Linked DNA regions of Mus musculus: regions 1, 2 and 3 are each linked to region 4. The links are chromatin contacts, called in public promoter capture Hi-C maps. All regions are on one chromosome and are shown on one strand. The core of a region is the stretch at or near the end of the contact, and the rest is flanking DNA. Distances in the headings are between cores, read along the strand shown.

Region 1 (2,749 bases), core at 43-2,542, 1.1 Mb before region 4:
TAGTATGAGGCCAAGCAGAGCAATTCAGTCAAAAGCTGAGAGAAGCCGGATTGAATCAGCCATCTTGGAAGAATAGATTGTACAGAGGTTAGAAGCTTCCAGGGGTAGGCCTAGGGATAGTTAGAACAGAGAAAGAAACGCTCTGGCTCAGCCCAAGCCATATATTCACACAGCTTGGGTACGGCTCTCCTCTCACCCCTTCATCTGAGGAGATGAAAGCACATTCACATGGAAGTGTAAGCCAAATAAACGCGTTCCTCCCCAGTACGCTTTCGGTCCTGGTGACTCATCACAACAATAGTAACAATAGTAACAATAGTAACCCTAGGGGGCTGCAGAGATGGCTCAGAGGTTGAGAGCACTGACTGCTCTTCCAGAGGTCATGAGTTCAACTCCCAGCCACCACGTGCTGGCCCACAACCATCTGCGATGCATACAATTCCCTCTTCTGGCGTGTCTAAAGGCAGCTACACTGTACTCATATACATAAAATGAATAAATAGATCTTTAAATCTTTATTTTAAAAAATAGTAACCCTAAGATAAGGACCTAGGTTAATTGCATAGCATAGCTTTTGTATCTGATTTTTTTTTTTCTTAAATCCATTTATGTGCATGAATGTTTGGTACGTATGTGCAGAGATTAGAAGAGGGCGTCTGATACCCTGGTAGTGGAGTTACAAAGCAGCCCTAAACTTGTGCACTCGTAATCCAATTAAGCATCACAAATTTTAATCCAGCCATCGCAGAGTGTTGATATACATAAGGTGCCACCTCGCTGCTACGCTTGCTCTGGTGGCAGGCCAGGGACTCAGCACCGCCCCAGATCTAAAAAAAAAAAAAAAAAAAAAACCGGTCCCGCCTCTGTCACTCCTTTGCCCTAGCGGCCCGCCTCCTACGCGGAGCCTTCCGACCAGACACCCGCGCCTTCTTACCAGGGTCCTCGCCCGCTGGTCCGCCATGCTCCACCTTTCTTGCGACCCGCGTTGTGTTGCCGGACCCGACGAGCAGGATTGACAGTGAATCCAACGTAAACGCGGCCCCGATGCCGAGGGTTCTGGCAGTAGAGCAAGTAGACACCGAAGAAGCGCCCGGGTCTTGCTGCATGGTCCATCCGGACTTTCTGGGTTGAAGGGCCAGAGTTGGGGGTGGTTTCTGGGACCTCGGACCTCGGAAAGGGCTGGGTAGCCAGGACTGCAAAACCTTGGTTTAGGAAAAAGCACGGGAGAATGGTCCTGCAAACTCCTGGAAAGCCGGCAGAGCGACTTGCTGCGCCGCCTGCTGGCAGGAGGAGGGTGTGCAAGCGGAACCGCAGGACTGGCTGCCCTCCAGTCCGGCTCGGATTGGCTAACTGTTGGGAGGAAACCTCCCAAGTGCTGGGAATTCAAGGGAGCCAGGAGGCGGAAGTGCTGCCTTCGAAGCCGCCCTAGGAAGGGCGGAAGTGAGCGGCGTGGAGGAAGTGGCTGCAGTGAGGGCGGAAAGCGAGGTGGCGGGACCCGAGGCGAGGTTCTTTGCACGCTGGGCTGTAGCCCCGCCGGGCTGTGGTTATGGAACTCAGCGCCGATTACCTCCGCGAGAAGCTGCGGCAGGACCTGGAGGCAGAGCATGTGGTGAGTGCGATGCTGAGAGGTCGCGGGCGGTGGGGAAGGACTCCTGGGCGCGTGTTCCATCGTCCGGGTCTTCTGCCCGCTAGGAGGTGGAGGACACGACTCTGAACCGTTGCGCGACCAGCTTCCGAGTCCTGGTGGTGTCGGCTAAGTTCGAGGGAAAGCCACTGCTCCAGAGACACCGGTGAGCCCCGGGAGCCAGCCTCTCACCCAGCCAAGCCTCAGGCTCCGGATGGCAGCCCGGGCATCCGCTCGCCATGGGTGGGACCAACTCATTCCCAAAGCCCGGAGATGTGACCCATAGCCCCGAGGGTGCTCCTGCCTTTGTGATTGGATTCCTGTCCTCTCCTTGAATCCCCACTTCTTGGAGACGTCTCCGATCTCCTTGGTCACCCTAGCTTCGGAGCCCATCACTCCAGCTGAGGCCGCTCATTTCCCATTCCCTTCTCTCGCTCCAGGCTGGTGAACGAGTGCTTAGCCGAAGAGCTCCCGCACATCCATGCCTTTGAGCAGAAAACTCTGACCCCAGAGCAGTGGACCCGACAGCGGCGTGAATGAGGGGCCTAGGCCTGAACAGTCATTAAAATTTAAACCTGGCCCAGCTGGTCTCAGTGTGCTGTTTGAAGACCCTGAGGCCAAGTCACGGATGTGGCTTTTCCCTGACTCTCCTCCAGCCATTGTTTCAGCAAATTTGGATGGATTTCTTTCCTGAGCCCTCTAGGTCCCAACTTAAACAATGAAGATTCGGTTCTTAAGTCTGCCAAGGCTTTACTGTCAAACCCTGTGGTCTGTACTGTCACCAAGGTCAGACCTCAAAAAGCAGGGTGTTCCTGCTCTGTCAGCCCTCAGAAACCCTGAGCATTCTCCCAGGTTCCCTCACTCCAGGTTCCTGGAAGTAGCAGAGACAAGATACAGAATTTCTGTCAGTCTCTTCACAGGCGTACACACTCAGGAGGAGGGATGGACACAATGCACGCTGATGTTCAGTTCAGCTCTCCCACAGCTAGTTCCTCTCCACTGTGGATCTTTGCTTTGGTTTTGTCTTTCAGACAGGTCCCCATATGTTTCCCAGGCTGCTTGTAAATTCATGAGCTTAGGGGATCCTTTGGCCTTAGTCTTCCATGCAGCTATGGCTACAGACGT
Region 2 (2,700 bases), core at 46-2,545, 1.2 Mb before region 4:
AATTATTTTTTCAAACTGTAAAAAGTATGTGTCTCCGTGTGGGTATGTGCACGTGAGTGCAGGTGCCAGAGGACAGCACATCAGTACCCTTGGGGCTGGAATTGCAGATCGTTATAAGCCACTACTGTAGGCACTGGGAACTGAACACGGGCTCTTTGCAAAAGCAGTACATGTTTTTGATTGCTCGGCATCTCCCCAGACTCATTCATATACATACACACACACACACACACACACACACACACATATATATATATATGTATACACACACACACACACACACACACACATATATATATATATATATATATATATATATATATATATATATATATATATATATACATTAATTTCTTTGCTAGTCTAGGGGCTAAAATAGTTTCAGTGTTAAAATGTAAGGTTTCCTAATAGAAAAATATCTGATAGCTTGTTGTATGCCAGGCACAGTGCTATGTACTGGGAATGTCTAATGATCTTGACCTTATAGCATTTGTAATTCTATCAGAGAATAACAATATGTAATTATAAACTTTAAAAGATTTTCAAAAATATTTTTATTCTATGTCCAGGCGTATGTATATGTGTATGTGCACCTGTGCAGTGCCCTCAGAGGCCAAAAGAGGGCATTAGATCCCTTGGAGCTGGAGTTACAGGCAGTCTGAGCCAGCTGACCCAAGTGCTGGCATTCTAATTCTGGTCTTCACGATTGAGCAGTACTTGCTCTTAACCACCAAACCATATTGATTTTTTTAGGTGTTATGTACGAAATATTAGGATAGTTAGGGTGGGAGCAGTCCCTAGGGACTGAGCCCGGGACCATGCTAAGCAAGTGTCCTACCACTGCACTAACTGGGCAGGCATCCACAGGGTAGGTATCCAAAGATGTAGCTAAATGTTTGCATGTCCAAATCTTTTATTTGCTGGGAAGATTCTGTAAAATACAAGTACTAAACCTAAAACTGCTTATTTGGAATTTAAAAATATTTTCAGATACATTTTAAATTCACGGCAAATTTCAGCTTAAAGTACAGAGTTCTCATCTGCGTCCTGGGGCCCTCCCTCCTCATCCCCAACAATCTGATGTGGTTTTGTTGTTGTTTTCTTCTGGTGCAGAGGATCCGCTCCCATCACCTTTCACATGCGAAGCGAGGCTTCACGCATGCTTTTCTGTTCCTTTGACTCTGATCTATTAAATCATGATTAAGTACATCAAAGCACAGGTGTCGAAGTAAGAACTACGTTTCCCAGAGTGCAATGCAGCACGTCACAGAGAAGTACCCGGCATGCGCAGAGGAGTCCTCCGCGCTCGACCGCGCTCATAAGAGAAACAGCGTGTGTGGTTCTTGACGCGCCGCGAACCTTCGAACGCAAGTGCGAGACTACCCTGTGAGGAAACGTTCCAGGGATTCGCCTGTTCCCGCCATCGCAGTTACCAGCGCGACGTGCTGTTTCTTCCTGTGCTCGGTAGGTGGGACGGGGCCATGGCAAGGTACCTCCAAGCAGCGCGGGAACGAAAGGCCAGCGTTCCTGCCCGGCGCCCGGCTCGCCGAGGCGGCGTCTGAGGAGACGCGCACGCGCCCTGGACGGGAAGGGGGCGGGGCTGTGGGAGCCGGCGCCCTGGGGCTTGCGCGTGCGCCCTACCTCTCTGAAGAGGTGGGAAGCGGCTGGAGCTGGCTAGTCTAGATGCCGGCAGCTGATGTGAGTCCCAGACATCAGCACATTTTACTACTTTCTCAAAAGCTTAGTTTTTGGTAGCCCAACCTGGCCGTGAGATCGCAGTCCTCCTCCCCCAATCCCGAGTGCTGAGATTACAGACTGCACATGCTCTAAAGGTGTCCATTTTCACAACAGTAACTTCATCCACTCTCCAGCTCACTCTTGTGTTGGCTGACACATGTATCCTAGGACGTCTGCGTCTACTCATCAGCACCTTCCCCTACCTGTCAATGTTCAGCTTTCTCTAGGGAGGCTTTGACTCATGCTGTTTCACAGAAACAGCTCTAACAAAGCCACCTTGACTTCTGGATTCCGAAGTTCAGTGATACAGGATTGGTAGCATCCTCTTTCATTGCCTCGGTTCTCCTCTAAAGAACTCCTGCTTCCATTGCTTCATCTTTAACGGTTGTACCATCAAAATACATAAACCCTTCTTCATCTTGCCTTTCTTTCTGTTCCCTCCTTGGACATTGTCTATTTCACACTTTAAATAAAAATAAAATTTATTTTGGTGCTCTCGTTTCTATCTTGTAAAAATATTTGGTGTGTGTGAAGGCAGGCATGTTCATTCCATGGCACTTTTGTGGAGGTCAATTGACAGCTTTCAGGAGTTCTCTCCTTCCATCATGTAGGCTTCTAGGATGGAACTCGGGGTATCAGGCTTGGCACAAGCACTTGAATCTGCTGAGCTATCTCACTGGCCCTCAAATTTACATCTTGTAGATCAGTATAATGTTGTGGTGTTAGAATCCACAGGGAAAGACCAAATCTTAGGCTCAATTCAAATTTAGATGAAATGGATTTCTTTTATTTATTACTGCTAGGCAGTAGGCAGTAATAGGCAGAAGGATGTCAGCCTTAAAGCCAAACAGCATGCCATGTGGTGTGGAGGGATCCAAAGGAAGGAAGGGGGCTGGAGAGATGGCTCAGCAGTTAAGAGCACTGACTGCTCTTCCAGAGGTCCTAAGTTCAATTCCCAGCAAC
Region 3 (2,700 bases), core at 22-2,521, 1.0 Mb before region 4:
CTCTGTCTGTTGCTGGGTGTTGCCCAGCTCAGAGTGGGGTTGCTCACTGGCAACTGGGGGAAAGGAAAAAGCCAGAGCCAGGGACAGGCGGGTCATGTTGAAGCTGGACCCATCTGGCCTGCGCGTTGCCATGGGTCACCTTGCCTAGAAACAAAATTGAACCGGGAATATTTTAGAATTTAAGGATCACGAATAGGGCAGAGAGCCTAATACCCTCATCTGAAAGAGCCCAAGAAAGAAATGATCTGTGCTCAAAGCCACATAGCAACCCAAAGGCGAGAGTTAAGAGAGAACCAAGATTTCCCGACTGAGGTGGGGGGGCCCCTTCTAATCCACCCAGGGCCGGCCCAGGCTTCAAGGACACCCCAAGGTCAGGCTTCTCTCTTCGTGATGGTTGCGGGGGAGGAGCTCGAGGAAAAGGATTAATTATTAGGAAAAACACAGGGCCATCAGAAGCACAGAAAAGGGGCTATGGAGCCCAGGTAGAACGAAACCTTTGCCTCCATACTGTTAGAAGGGGAGGGAAAGGATGTACGAGGCACGTGCACTTCTACGCTACAGCGGTTCCAGACTCAGAATCAAGGTCACAGATAAGGAAAGATAGTAAAGTGTTAATGGGCAACAGAGTACTGCAGCTGAGGAGTTTAGCCTTCTCTCCTGGGGCTCCCCCGAAAGGAAACCAATTTCCTCCACCCCATCGCGTAAATCCTGAGACGGTGTAAGAGCCGATCGCCCCCGTCTCCCCATCGCTTCTTGAGATCTCTTGAATAGGAAATGGGACCCTGATGCTTTGCATAGCGGAGAGTTTTTGCAAAAATAAAGAGGGGTCTGTTTTTCCACCTCATCTTGCTTCCTCCCCCGGCATGACTCAGCGCGCTGAGTTGCTGCGTGGCGCAGCGAACCGCCAGGGCGCAGGCCGGAGAACCCGGGCTGGGGGCAAGCGTGGGGGTAGAAAAAGGAGAAGTGAGGGGCCGTGGGGAAGACGGCTCTGCACTGCCCGCCACCGGCCCAAGATCCTAACCCCATAGACCCTTCCCCGAGCACGTGTCAAATGGCGCTCACCTGGCACAGGACGGGGTGGGTCTGCCTGGTACGCCGGTGGGTAGGCGAAAGGACTAAGGAGCGAACGCGGCTAGGGTCACCAGAACCTCGTTCTGCTGCGCGTTCCAAGAGAACGCAGCCTATTCAGCTGGGTTGGGGGGGACGGGAGGCGGGGCCCCGGACATTTAAAGGCGCCGCTCCGCCCTCTGCAGGTTTTTTCCCTTGCAGGGACGGGAACCGTCCAATTGAAGGTGGGCACTGTGCGCAGCACCGCCCCAAGATGCTCCGATAGGAGGCGGCACTGGGGAGGAGACAAGCGGCTAGAACACGATCCCTCCTCCGCCCCGCTAGGACGTGACTCGAGCCACATCCCGCAGGTCACCAGGCCCCCCCCCCCAACACCCCCCCCCCCAACCCCTGCCTGGCGCGCGCGCGAACATCGTGACTCAGCCGGAATGTGGGTTGGCGAAGAGTAGGGAGGGGGTCAGAGTGAGATGGTGGCTGGCCTCTCCTCCAAGACCCCTGGCTTCCGGCTGTGTAGTTGCAGCCTGACGTCACTGCTAAGAACGCAGAGCTTCGGAGCCTCCCTGCCTGCCTGCTTCGTCGCTTGACTAAAATGCAGGGCGCGTTCCATCTCTCCCTGGCCAGAGCACGGCGCAGCTGACATGGTACGCAGGCAAAACCTCCCAGAACTAGTGTGCCGGCCACATCGGAACTGAGTGGCGTATCCAGGCCTGGCGTTGCCTAGCAGATTGGCGGGAGGCACCACCCGCGAGCTAAACACACCCAGTTTGAGGAAATGACCGACAAGGACTGGCCCAAGCCAGACAGGTCTTTCCCGAACCTGATTTCCTTCTCCAAAATAAAAAAATCCGTCTCGGAGCTCTCTTGTCACCCTGTAACTCTCAGAGCACTCAGTTTCCTCAGGTCCCAATCCGCAACCCCCATTCCCATCCTGCAATCCGGATAGCGGCCCACCTGTGGCGCAGTGACAGAAGCCGCAGAGCCCGGTCAGCAGAGAGTGAGCCCGGCAGTCCAGGGCTGGGTTTTAAGGCAGCTCCTACTCCCCACCCCTCCCCTACACACCCCCGCACCAGTGTCCCAGACCTTCTCGGTAACCCCTGCCCTTTCCCCACCACGAATCCCGCGGCCGGGACCTATATTTAGGGAAACCTGAGGCTCCTGACATTCATCCCTGCGTGGGGGGTGAAGAAGAGGCAGCTTTGGTTTGCCTTGAGAGGAGGAGGTGCCACTGCTCACTCACCGGTCTTTAGAGGAACCTCTTCCTTGGAAATACAGTGAAATTAGTCAAGAAATCAGTCTCAGGTCCAGGATCTGTAAGGCAGAACAAGAAGGGAAAACATCTAGATATTGCCTCCCACTGCCTCCTCTGGTTCCCTCCTCCCTTGACTCTGGTGCCTGCTGGTGGTTGTACTTTTTTTTTTTTTCCAAAGGAGAGCAGATGCAGGCAGGATACTCACCTCTTAAAATAACCAGGAGTCTAAAGGCAGGGTGTGGCTGGCCATCCCTTTATCCTGATAGTCCAGGTTGGCAGAAACCTCCCACACTGTTGCCTGGGTGAGCAATGTCCTGCATCCTCACCCTCACATACAATAGTTTATCAGGGAAGGGAGAGGAAGAAAGGCAGGGGCACTGGCC
Region 4 (2,700 bases), core at 7-2,506:
GTCCAATAAATCTATCAAGTGAATGTATTTCTGGAGGGTCAAAGCTGGGGAAATGAAGTCGGGCAGTGGTGGTGCACGCCTTTAATCCCAGCACTCCGGAGGCAGAGGCAGGCGGATTTCTGAGTTCGAGGCCAGCCTGGTCTACAGAGTGAGTTCCAGGACAGCTAGGGCTACACAGAGAAACCCTGTCTCGAAAAACAAACAAACAAACAAACAAACAAACAAACAAATCTGGGGAAATGGCACCGTGAGAGAAGCGTAAAGAAGATCAGGAAGCCACGGGCTTTAGTTTCAAATACAGGAAAGGCTACTATTCGGATCAAATCTTCTATGCAGGACTGCTATGTGGCAGCTACCGAATTTGGTGTTGGGGATTCCGTTAAAGAAAAGCAAGTCATGCTGAGACGTCAGCTGTAAGGCAGGGCTGCGGAGGTAACAGTACATTTTTCTCAGTCTGAGCTGCTCTGGAATTGTCGTGCTGCTCAGAAGGTAGCGAGCTCAGCGGGACTGCAATGCTCACTCGGGGCATAGGCCGCCCACCTGTCAGAGGCTGTGCCAGGAGGACGCGGGGGAGCAGCGGGGGGAGCGCCACCTTGGCTGAGGTCACTTCCCACCCCCAGATTCTCTGCCTACAAAACCCTGCAATTCCCTGACGCTGGAGACTCGGGTCTTATTATTTCCTGATTTCCAAGGTCTCATGATACTGACAGCCCCAAATGCAAGTCTTCACTTTGCCCACGCCCGAGGACCCAAAATTAAAACAACAAAAAAGTGAATTCTACAGAGCATCCTTAGTAGGTGGCTGAGAGTAGGCAGTGTACCCTTCCCCACCTCGAAGAAGCTGTTGGGGCACAGCTCAGACGCTGGGGTGTCGGGGACGTCGCGAGACTGAAGCCCGAGACGTCGCTGACAGGCCGGAACACATGACTGGCGGTCGGGCGTGCAGCCCGCGGAGCTGGGCCCGGCCTGTCACGTGATGAGGGGGCGCCATGGGGTGATGTGAGATACGAGGCTCTCAGACTGCGTGCAAATGACGCATTCCCAACCCTTTGGGCAACTAGATCTCGGCTCCAATATGAGATGTTCCGGTAGTGGGGGGGGGGGGAGCAGCGGGGCGGGCTCTGGACTCAGGCAGCCTCGCTTCCGTTCGGCTGCCACTGCTTCCGACCTCCGCCTTTCCCTCTAGCGAGGACGAGCCGAGCCCTCGCGCGCATGCTCGGAGTCATCCCCCGAGGGGCGGGGCGGCAGCTGCGGGAGCAGGATGGGGGGAAGAGAAGGGAATTCCAACCTGTAGAACTTTGGGGGTCCTATGATCGGGTTCTTCCCCACGACTGTGGATGGTGAAAGGGGTGGGGCCTTTGGCGGCTCCGGGGTGTACTGGAGTTCGCTGGGTGAGGGAGGGGGTGTCAAGTGTGAGAGAGGTGCAGGACTTCCAAATTTAGAACCTTGAGGCCCTTTGGGCTCGGGTCCAGGGCACTCCGACCACCATGCGCGACAGGACCCACGAGTTGAGGCAGGTGAGAAACCGGGATGGTGAGGACACCCTGGAGTGAGGAGAAGCGGGGCCGGGCGGGCGCGCTGGAGTGAGGACTCCTGGTTTTGGGTCCCGGGCGGGTGGCTGATGGCCAGGAAGGAAAATCCCGGAAGCCCATGGTTCCTGCGGGGCGAGAACCGCAGCGAGCAACTGTCGCCAATGACTCCGGCCCTGGCAGGGGGATAACATCTCAGACGATGAAGATGAGGTTCGAGTCGCGCTGGTGGTGCACTCAGGTGCTGCCCGGTTGGGCAGCCCGGACGACGAGTTCTTCCAGAAGGTAAGGGTCAGGAGAACCGAGGAGTAGGGCGGACTAGAGTGACACTTAAGTCTTCAGCCCTCTTGGTGATCCTTCCTAGGTGCAGACAATTCGGCAGACTATGGCCAAACTGGAGAGTAAAGTCCGGGAGTTGGAGAAACAGCAGGTCACCATCCTGGCCACGCCTCTTCCCGAGGAGAGTAAGCGAAACCTAGGGCTCACGCACGCCAGCCCGGTGGACTATGGGGGATGTAGTTTTATTCAGGTGATGGCCAGGATGGGTTTGGTTTTGGTTTGTGGGAGAGGCTGTGATTTAGAAGTGTTGGCTTTCTCGTTTAGGCATGAAGCAGGGCCTGCAGAACCTGCGAGAGGAGATCAAACAGCTGGGGAGAGAGGTCCGGGCGCAGCTAAAAGGTGAATGAATTTCAAGGGTCTCAGCCATATCTTTCCCTTTGATTCAGCCCAGTTGCTGGTGTATCTAGTTGTTGTATACAGTCAAGTGATAGATCCAGGTCACACAGCAGACTTGGGTCTAGGATCTCTGTCCCATGGCATCAAAGCCATGGTACTTTGCAGAGCACATTATGGCCTCTCAGATTCCTTTATTATTATTTTAAGTTTAAATTCAAAATTACTTACTGCTCTCATCCTTTCAGGCCAGTGTGTATTCTTTGGGCAAGCAGATGAGAGGTTCCTCCACGCTTGTGGGAACCCACTGGTGTAATTCAAAGAAAAACATATCTCAGAAATTCAGAATTCGCCCCCTTCTCCTCTCCCTTCTCTCTTCTCACCTACTCCTCCACCTCTTCCTCCTATATAGACCAGGATGGCCTCAAATGCACGGAGATCCATCTTTCTCTGCCTCTTGAGTGCTGAGATTAAATTAAAAGCTCGCTCCTTCTTTTTT

The links. Capture Hi-C pulls out chosen DNA fragments and counts their contacts.
Region 1: a contact with region 4 is called in a promoter capture Hi-C map of adipose tissue, with 2.4 times the contacts expected there. The contact joins the promoter of Slx1b here to the promoter of Stx4a in region 4. A contact is called at or near these places in 1 of 39 promoter capture datasets (liver) and 2 of 9 other capture datasets (adipose tissue and liver).
Region 2: a contact with region 4 is called in a promoter capture Hi-C map of liver, with 2.5 times the contacts expected there. The contact joins the promoter of Sgf29 here to the promoter of Stx4a in region 4. A contact is called at or near these places in 1 of 39 promoter capture datasets (embryonic stem cells), 1 of 115 datasets of contacts at active chromatin or transcription factors (embryonic stem cells) and 2 of 9 other capture datasets (liver and pancreatic islet).
Region 3: a promoter capture Hi-C map of adipose tissue shows a contact between it and region 4, with 2.7 times the contacts expected there. The contact joins the promoter of Aldoa here to the promoter of Stx4a in region 4. A contact is called at or near these places in 1 of 39 promoter capture datasets (pre-B cells), 1 of 484 Hi-C or Micro-C datasets (B cells), 2 of 115 datasets of contacts at active chromatin or transcription factors (astrocytes and thymic regulatory T cells) and 2 of 9 other capture datasets (adipose tissue and pancreatic islet).

Annotation. Positions count from the first base shown.
Region 1 is chr7:126,694,491-126,697,239 of GRCm38.p6, forward strand. It overlaps Slx1b (SLX1 structure-specific endonuclease subunit homolog B (S. cerevisiae)), which reads right to left and starts at 1,293. Exons shown (of 6, transcript NM_029420.4): 1 at 935-1,293. The coding sequence starts at 1,113. Bola2 (bolA-like 2 (E. coli)) reads left to right here and starts at 1,510. Exons shown (of 3, transcript NM_175103.3): 1 at 1,510-1,609; 2 at 1,693-1,790; 3 at 2,065-2,203. The coding sequence starts at 1,547. The coding sequence ends at 2,164.
Region 2 is chr7:126,648,014-126,650,713 of GRCm38.p6, forward strand. Sgf29 (SAGA complex associated factor 29) reads left to right here and starts at 1,296. Exons shown (of 10, transcript NM_029339.3): 1 at 1,296-1,464.
Region 3 is chr7:126,797,983-126,800,682 of GRCm38.p6, forward strand. Aldoa (aldolase A, fructose-bisphosphate) reads right to left here and starts at 1,272. Exons shown (of 9, transcript NM_007438.4): 1 at 1,063-1,272.
Region 4 is chr7:127,840,552-127,843,251 of GRCm38.p6, forward strand. It overlaps Stx4a (syntaxin 4A (placental)), which reads left to right and starts at 1,257. Exons shown (of 11, transcript NM_009294.3): 1 at 1,257-1,517; 2 at 1,713-1,814; 3 at 1,894-1,993; 4 at 2,133-2,207. The coding sequence starts at 1,488.